Linked DNA regions of Mus musculus: region 1 is linked to region 2. Evidence: chromatin contacts called from public HiChIP or PLAC-seq data. All regions are on one chromosome and are shown on one strand. The core of a region is the stretch at or near the end of the contact, and the rest is flanking DNA. Distances in the headings are between cores, read along the strand shown. Region 1 holds the start of Tmem44 (transmembrane protein 44). Region 2 has its middle 25 kb from the start of Gm46567.

Region 1 (3,858 bases), core at 154-2,653, 760 kb after region 2:
GGTTCAGGAGTGATGGGGTACAGAGAGAACAGAGAGGCACATCTAGCCTCAGGCAGGGCAAAAGTCGGCCATTCTAAGCACACTAGTTCACTTCTGTAAGCCATGGTTTCCAGGGGTGAGCATGCCTACCTGTGTTGGCTGCATAGGATGGCTACGGAACAAAGGAGACCATGCATGCAGAGCCCTCTACCTCAGAGAGCTCAATCCCTGATGCCTACCTGAGTCACAGGCAGGATTATTATTCACTCAGGAAGCAGGCTCCTCATCCGATTGATAACAGCACCTGCCTTAGGGACAGGGGCAGGCGAGGAGCAAGAGGACGAAGAAATGTAACTCAGGCCCAGAGTGTCTGTCCTGGACTCCAGTCTCTAGGCAATGGACTGCTGACTCTCTGAACCACTACAGACAGTCTTGAGGGGGTTGTCCACCGAGCGCTAAGGTGAGCCAGTTGCAGGAGTCGGGATAGAGGGATGCTGTACACTCTCCCCCGCCTGGGTATACTTGGGTGGCACCACCCTGGAAACTGTCTCTGGGTTTCTGTGCGTGGGGACAGGGTGGCTGAAGACCTGGAGGCTATGCTCTCACAGAACCCAGGCTACAGGGATTGCCTGGCCAAACCACCGGGAGACAGACAAAAGCAAAAACTGTGGCCAGAGTCAGATAACCACTGCCTCACCTCTTGGCATAAAGAGCTTTGGATAAATTAAAAGTAGAAAACATCGAGGGACTTGCTAGGGTCCCTAAGGGTGGGTGGTAGAGCCAGAGCGGTAATGGTGTTTAATGAGCACGTATTAAGTCCTTTGCCTGCTATGCCTTATTTAATCCTCACATTCATTTTATGAGGCATATCCTCATTCACAGGAGACCCAAAGGCTTACACTTGCTCCCCTCACACCGCCAACAACCAGGAAAAGGCTGACAATAGAAGCTGTTCCAAGCCCGCATCCACTGCACCACCCAGCCTCCTGCTGCCGGCTCGCAGCCCAGCTTCCCCGGTGCGCGGAGTCCAGAAAGGACTCCACTTCAGTCCACATAGCAATGTCAGATCCGAACTCGGACTTGAGCTACCTGCAGGACGCCCCCTGTACGCCCCTTCCCCCTAGGCTTCCTAGAGGAGCCGAGGCGAGTGACGCCCAGTCGCCCCCGCGGGTGGCCCGCCACCCCTCGCGCGGGTCCCGTCCCCATTACAGCGTGTGGGCAGCGATCCAGCAGCAGGCGGCGCAGATCCACAGGCCGAAGGAGATGCAGACGCGGCGGCGGGCGAAGCAGCGCTCCAGGTAGTCCCAGTTCAAGAGCGGGGGCGCGGCGCTAGCCCCCTCCTCCATGGCACGGCCGAGCCTCCGCCGACCCCGGGGAAAGTTCCCGGACCGCGCGGCTCCCCAGCCTCGCCTATTGTGGGGCTCTGCGGGGTGCAGGCTGCCCCCTAGCGGTAGAGCCGCGCGCGGCCGCTGCACAAAGGAGGGCCCCGCCAGCACCCAGTCCCTTTGCGGGTTCGCCCGGTTCCAAAGCCAGACAATACTCTGGCGCGGACCAGCGCTAGTGGGGGGATGGAGGGAACCCCGAGGAGCGTTGTCCCTGGTTGAAAAGATGCAGCACAAAAGTGTGGGGTGGGGGACGGATGGGGTACACATCGCCTCTGCTTCCTCCTTCCCCTCTGCTGAAGCTGTCAAGGGCACGCCTTGCGCCACCCCGGCCAGAAAGGGGTTAAACTTGAAATGTGCCGCTCCCATCCAACCACGGTGCCGCACAATTCAGGTACATGGATGGTTTTTCGCTAAAGGAAACCATTAGAATATTTTCAAATTGTCTTCGATTTCAGTAAGTTTGCTTAGAGCACAGCTTGACGGTGGCTTCACTGTTTATTTACTTTTGAGGCAGGGTTTTGCCACGTGGTCCAGGCTAACCTGGAGTTCACTGTGTAGCCCTGGTGGGCCGCCAACTCAAAGACTCTTCCCGCTTCAGCCTCCCAGGTACTGGGACTGTGCAACAGCCATCCACCTTGATGTCTACTGCAAAGAAAACGCTGTGGTCTAAATGATCACACGCACTCCAATTCCATATATTTAAACTTAGCCACAAAGCCAGGAGTGGTGGTGCACACTTTTAATCCTGGCACTGGGAGGCAGAGGCAAGAGGATCTCTAGGTTCAAGGCCAGCCTGGTCTACAGAGTGAGTTCTAGGACGGCCAAGGCTACACAGAGAAACCCTGGCTACTCGGGGGTGGAGTGGGGTGGGGTGGGGTGGGGAGGGGTAGGGTGGGTGTGTAAGGGAGAAACATAACCACCAACTTGGTAGTATCACGAGGGGCGAAAGTGTTTGCTGCCAAGCCTGAAGACCTGGGTTCAATCTAATCTTCCATCTAATGGAAGAGAGGAAATAACTGACCACACATATTGTCTGAACTCCACACTTGAATGCACACATACAAACACACACAGGCATGCACACACACAGACACACATAGGCACATATGTGCAGCTGTCAGTGCATGACGGTGTAGCCATATCTACTACATCCCCTCTGCCGTCACGGACTGGAATTCACCCTCTGCTCCCTGGAGCTGGGACTTGGAGCAGAGAACTGAACCTATCTTTAAAATGTTCCTACTTGCCTGGCAGTGGTGGCACATGCCTTTAATCCCAGCACTTGGGAGGCAGAGGCAGGCGGATTTCTGAGTTCGAGGCCAGCCTGGTCTACAGAGTGAGTTCCAGGACAGCCAGAGCTACACAGAGAAACCTGTCTTGAAAAACAAAAACAAAAACAAAAAAGTTCCTACTTAAAATCCAGACAATGGCACCTCCCTTTGTCCTCCTGTGACACTAGAAACCCTGAAGTTCAAGCAGTGACACAAACCACCAATGGAAGTTAATCTTATTGTCATCCTAAGGAAGTCGGGCTCTAAGACAGGGAAGAAAACTCAGCTGATGTGATGGGAGGAAGACCATGGCTCAGCTTCTTGTTCCCTCCCTCCCTCCCTCCCTCCCTCCCTCCCTCCCTCCCTCCCTGCCTCCCTCCCTCCTTCCCTCCCTCTTGGGCTGTCTCTCTTTCTCCTATGTGCTCATCTCTCTCTCCCTCCCTCCCCTGCCCCCTCTGTGGGTGTGTCACTATGTGACCCAGGCAAACCTGGAACTCCCTATATAAGTCAAGCTAGCCTTGAGCTCAGAGTTCTGCCTGTCTCTGCCTCCAATGCTAAGATTAAAGATGTGTGCCACGTTTGCCAGGCAGCGATGGCACATTCCTTTAATCCCAGCACTCTGGACGCAGGGGCAGGTGGATCTTTGAGTTCCAGGTCAGCCTGGTCTACATTGCAAGTTTTAGGACAGTCAGGGCTACACAAAGAACCCTGTCTCAAAAAACAAAACAAGAAAGCCCCAAACATACAAACACTCAAAAGATGTCCTCCACCACACCCCAGCTTACTTTTAGCTTGCTTTTTTGAGGCAAGGTGTTACTATGTAGCCCAGGCTGGGCTGGCTCTTGCATGTGGTAGGACTCTGAGTGGGTTTGTAACTGCTGCTGATCTAGCTCTTTGTTGCACAGGCTTTCCGTTTCTTCCTGATTCAATCTTAGCAGGTTGCATTGTCTAGCTTGTCTTATCCATCTCTATTCTTTAGACTCACGTGCTCAGCTGGCTACTTGCTGCTTCCGCTTGTGTCTAACTGAACTGGTCAAAAGCCAAACTCCAGTTTTCCCTCCCTAAATTCCAGCATTTGGTGTCAGTCGAGGGTAAAAACTGTCACCTGCAGCCAGGAGACTGTCAGACTCCAGAGCCACAGACAGCCGGAGGAGAGCACCTCTGAATGCTTGGACCAACAGTAGTATTCTACCATCGTCCCCTGCCTGGAAGCTCCCCCAGTT
Region 2 (4,009 bases), core at 407-2,906:
GTGTGCCACGTCTCACTTAGAGGTGACTGTGGAACAGCTGCGGTCAAGAAATGCTTTTGCTTCCATATCCTGTGGCCAAGGAGATGACCACACAGGGAGTGGGAGGGTGGTGTGTGGAAAGGAGGGTCACCCTGGCTGGACCTCAGGGCCTGTGAGAATCTCAATTAAAGAGGTGTCACTGCGTCCCATTGAGCTGTGTCCTCAACCTCTCCCTTTGGGAAGGCAGACACTGGGAACAAAGGAAAATGGATTCACATCATAAAAGCTCCCTGACTCTTCAGCCAGCCAAGGAACAGAAAGTCCCATATAAATTCACACCAGGTGGTTTGAAGGGAAGCACGTCACAGAAACATGACAATCAACAGAGCCATGTTGGATCAGCCGTTCGTTCCACTTCAGCCACTGAAGATCAGGATGGAGAGTCTATCCAGGAAGAACCCAGTGAGTAAAATATTTTGACACCGGAAGAGAATATCCTGACAGCGCTCCCTCCATCCGCAGTCACGGCTGTGGGACATGGAGGTGAGTAAGTATAGACATGGACCTGTAACATCAAAGGTGGAATATATAGGAAGGACCCTCCTCTTAGCTACAATTTCCTCACGTTCAGAGGGAGGCGTGCGACATTCTCTACCACCTCCCCTTTTTCTTGTAGTGTTCCTTAGCTCATGGTCTGCATCCTCAATGCATAAAAAAGTCCCTCTGAATCAGCCCGAGAGTGAGAGTGCTCTGCCCCACTCCAAGTCACACTGAGAGAGTGACTCCCAGGATCAATTAGCACAAGACAAAATTAGCTGGGTTCTACCTTTGGAAGAATTTGAAGCCATAGTAAACCAAAGACAGGCCACTTGGACTCCAGTTTCAGTCCCACCGTTAACGTAGTCTGGTAGCTTGCAGCATGCTATATCAGTGGGCCCCCATTTTCTCTCTGTAAGGTAATCTAAGATCATTTAATTTTTGAGAGTTCTGGCAACCCGGTCTTCTACCTGTTTTGCAAATAAAGTTTTAGTGATACATACCTTCAGCTATTTATTAAATATCACCTCTGGCTGCTTTTACGCCTCAATGGCAGAGTTGGGTAGCTGAGGCAGACAGCTGCTGTGTGGGCTAGAGCTGAAAATAGTTAATACCTGATCCTTAAAAGCAAAAGAGCTGGGTAACTACACCACCAGAGAGGCTGAGGCACGGGGAGAAGAGACTATTTGCCAAAACACCCTAAGGGAATCAGGGCAGAAAATGGAAATGTCTTCTTCTGATTTTTCTCTGCCAAAAGTTCTCCTGGCCCAAAGCTCACTATCTGAAGATCTGAGCTATGCCTGAGAGCCAGCTAGAAGACCAGGAGCCTGTCTCCTGGGAGAAGCCTGTGGTCTTGAGTAGAGCCTGAGGCTCCAGTGGTAGGGGCAGTCTGCCTGGGTTCTGTCTGGCTCAGGGTCAGCCTGCTGAGCTTCTGAGAGGAGCCAGCTGAGGCTCCTGACAGGCAATGGTTGAGCCTGGAGTCTGAGGAGAGCTGGCTCCCTAAGCCCTTTTAACCACAGGTCCCCCAGATCTAGGTAAACTTTCCTTGGCCTTTGAACTACAAGGGGACATTTCTTCTTGCCTCTGTACTCACTGGCTGTTTCCGCCTTCTGCCATTTATTAATCTCGCTGGTTAACCATTGAACCCAGCTCAGCCTCCTCTAGTTTCCAATCCTGTTCTCCCTGTTGGCTGCAGACAAGGGCCTGCACTAAACAAACCTAAGGTTCTTTTCTTTCTTTTCACAGCTGAAATCAACTGATAAAAGAGGTGGGGCTGGGGTGCAGTTTGCTAAAAAGACACTCCCTAAAGCCCTGGTGAGGAGGTGAGAAACCCTTTCCAAGGCAGGCCAGCTATGTTTAAAGAAATACATCACTGTAACACACACACACACACACACACACACACACACACACACACACATATACATACACACAGACACACACACACACACACTCATACATGCACACACACATACAGACATGCACACACTCACACAGCTTAATCAGAGTAGAGGCATAATTTAGAGAAGATGTCTATAATTTCTTCATCGTTGAATCAGATTGCTTGTCTCTAAACACAAATGCCATTTGAGTTTAGCTTCCCCAGTTAAAGATGCATGCTTTAGAGGGGGAGCATGCCAATTGTCGTAGTGGTAGGGAGCTGGAGGGAAGGGGAAGGGGAAAGGGAAGGGGAGAGGGGAAGGGGAAGGGGAAGGGGAAGGGGAGAGGGGAAGGGGAAGGGGAAGGGGAAGGGGAAGGGAAAGGGGAGAGGGGGACCAAGAAGGGCCTTCTGAGCACAGGGTTTGGGGGCTTGACATCAGCCACACCCTAGTTTCCTTTAGAGTATTAGAACTCTCTAGAACACCAGCTCTGTGAGGACCAGCATTTTATTTATCTACTGCTACATCCCTAGCACCAAGCCTAGTGCCCAGCAAGAGGTAGGTACTTAAATATCTGTTAAATGCATGGGTGACAGGATGCAAATTAGTGGCCTGGTCACTAGTCCCAATCTTTTGGGAAGATGGACATTTCACATGTTCATTGGCTCCCCTTCTGATGAATCCGGAAGCCCTGGCCCAGTTAGGACAAAATTCACAAAGGACAAGGGGGAGGACCCCCCTGAACCATTAACACAGTTCCAGGGACCTAAGTGTTTGTCTATCAAAAAACTCAGAGACAGTGCCCAGCACAGCCCCTTTCTGTGGCTGTCTGCCTACCATTGAAAGGGACAGATTTCCACCGTGGACATTTCTACTCTAATGACTCCCACTGCTGTGAGCAGTAATGTGTGCTGGGCAACTCATCTGTGTTTGTCTTTAATGCCCATGATAGCCTTGCTGTGTGGTGTGAGCCCTTTTATAGCTTAGGAAAAGAGCTGCAAGTGAACTTGCCAAGGTTGGAGAGCATAGCTTGGCCTGTCTTATCTTTGGCTGACGACAGAGACTGTACCTTGTCTATCACGTATACTTCTAGTTCTACGTACAATGCTAGAATTGGCTGTTGCCCTAACTCAAGACTGCATAGTTACTCTTTCAGTTACTCCTTCTGCTTCTAACCAGCTCCAGAGCCTGGGGGACCCACTTCTCTCTTGGCCTCAGTTTCCATATTCTCAAATCCAGAGACCTGAACAAAATTACTTTGAAAAATCTCCCATGGTTGAGTCTGTAAGAGGCGACTTTATTTTCTCAGAGGTCGCAACTTAAGTTTGCTTTGGAAATTTTAACAAGAAGAAAACCATTTATTGAAAGCAGCTCAAAATATCTCTTGCTTTCTCTGCTTAGGGACACTCTTGAACACCCTGCTAAGGCCTGGCTCTGCTCCTTTTAAAAAGAACTGACCTGTAATAGGGTTCTGGACTCAAGTGGGCACCAGCACCAGCCTGTAACCTCTCACTGCAGTTTCTCTCTAGTTCAGAATGCTTCTAATGTGGTGGTAAAAGCAGCTGGTCCCTTCCAGTGGAAGTTCCTGGCCTCAGGCAGCCTCTGGTGGAACCCATAGACCTGTTGGCTCCTGAAGTTAATTCCATTGTGATGAGATGGTGGGAAAGGGTGGCTTTGGAGAGGCAAGGAGCCTGGAGAGCCAGCAGTGCTGAAGGTGGGTTGGACTCTTAACTCAATCCTTGTTGCCCAATGGGGAAATGTGAAAACGTCAGGATTCTCAGCACTAGCTGGGACACCGCTTCTGGTTTCCAGACGCTTCTGCAGCAGAGACCACAATGAAGAAGGACAGACATCTAATCTACCTGGTGGAGACCCACCTGGGAGTCTCCAAGTTTCTTTACCTGGGGCCCTATAAAGGGAGCCTCTGACCAAGCCTGAGCCCCCTAGCTGGTGGTAGAGCTGGCACTCACATTGGAAACTAACTAAGCAGCTGCCTGGATGTCCGATGAGGGCATTAGGAAAAGAAAAGGTTGTAGTTTGTGCTGGTCCAAAGGACCAAAATCTGGAGCAGTTGTTTGAACATTTGGCCACTTTATTTAGGCAACCTTGAGGAC

Evidence for each region. HiChIP or PLAC-seq counts read pairs in DNA pulled down with a chosen protein or histone mark.
Region 1: a contact with region 2 is called in a FOXA1 HiChIP or PLAC-seq map of pancreatic cancer cells. The contact joins the promoter of Tmem44 here to the enhancer-like site in region 2. A contact is called at or near these places in 3 of 39 promoter capture datasets (the 3T3-L1 cell line, pre-B cells and stem cell-derived epiblast-like cells), 1 of 484 Hi-C or Micro-C datasets (embryonic stem cells) and 2 of 115 datasets of contacts at active chromatin or transcription factors (extraembryonic endoderm stem cells and pancreatic cancer cells).

Annotation. Positions count from the first base shown.
Region 1 is chr16:30,549,175-30,553,032 of GRCm38.p6, forward strand. Tmem44 (transmembrane protein 44) reads right to left here and starts at 1,404. Exons shown (of 11, transcript NM_001384248.1): 1 at 1,189-1,404. The coding sequence starts at 1,325.
Region 2 is chr16:29,786,700-29,790,708 of GRCm38.p6, forward strand. No RefSeq gene overlaps it. Among named protein-coding and RNA genes, the nearest start is that of Gm46567, 25 kb to the right of the region's middle. Within about 2 kb of position 1,657, at least 32 of the 459 cell types and tissues checked have an H3K27ac peak or open chromatin away from gene starts, as enhancers often do. A contact at or near this core is called in extraembryonic endoderm stem cells and pancreatic cancer cells, where this site is marked.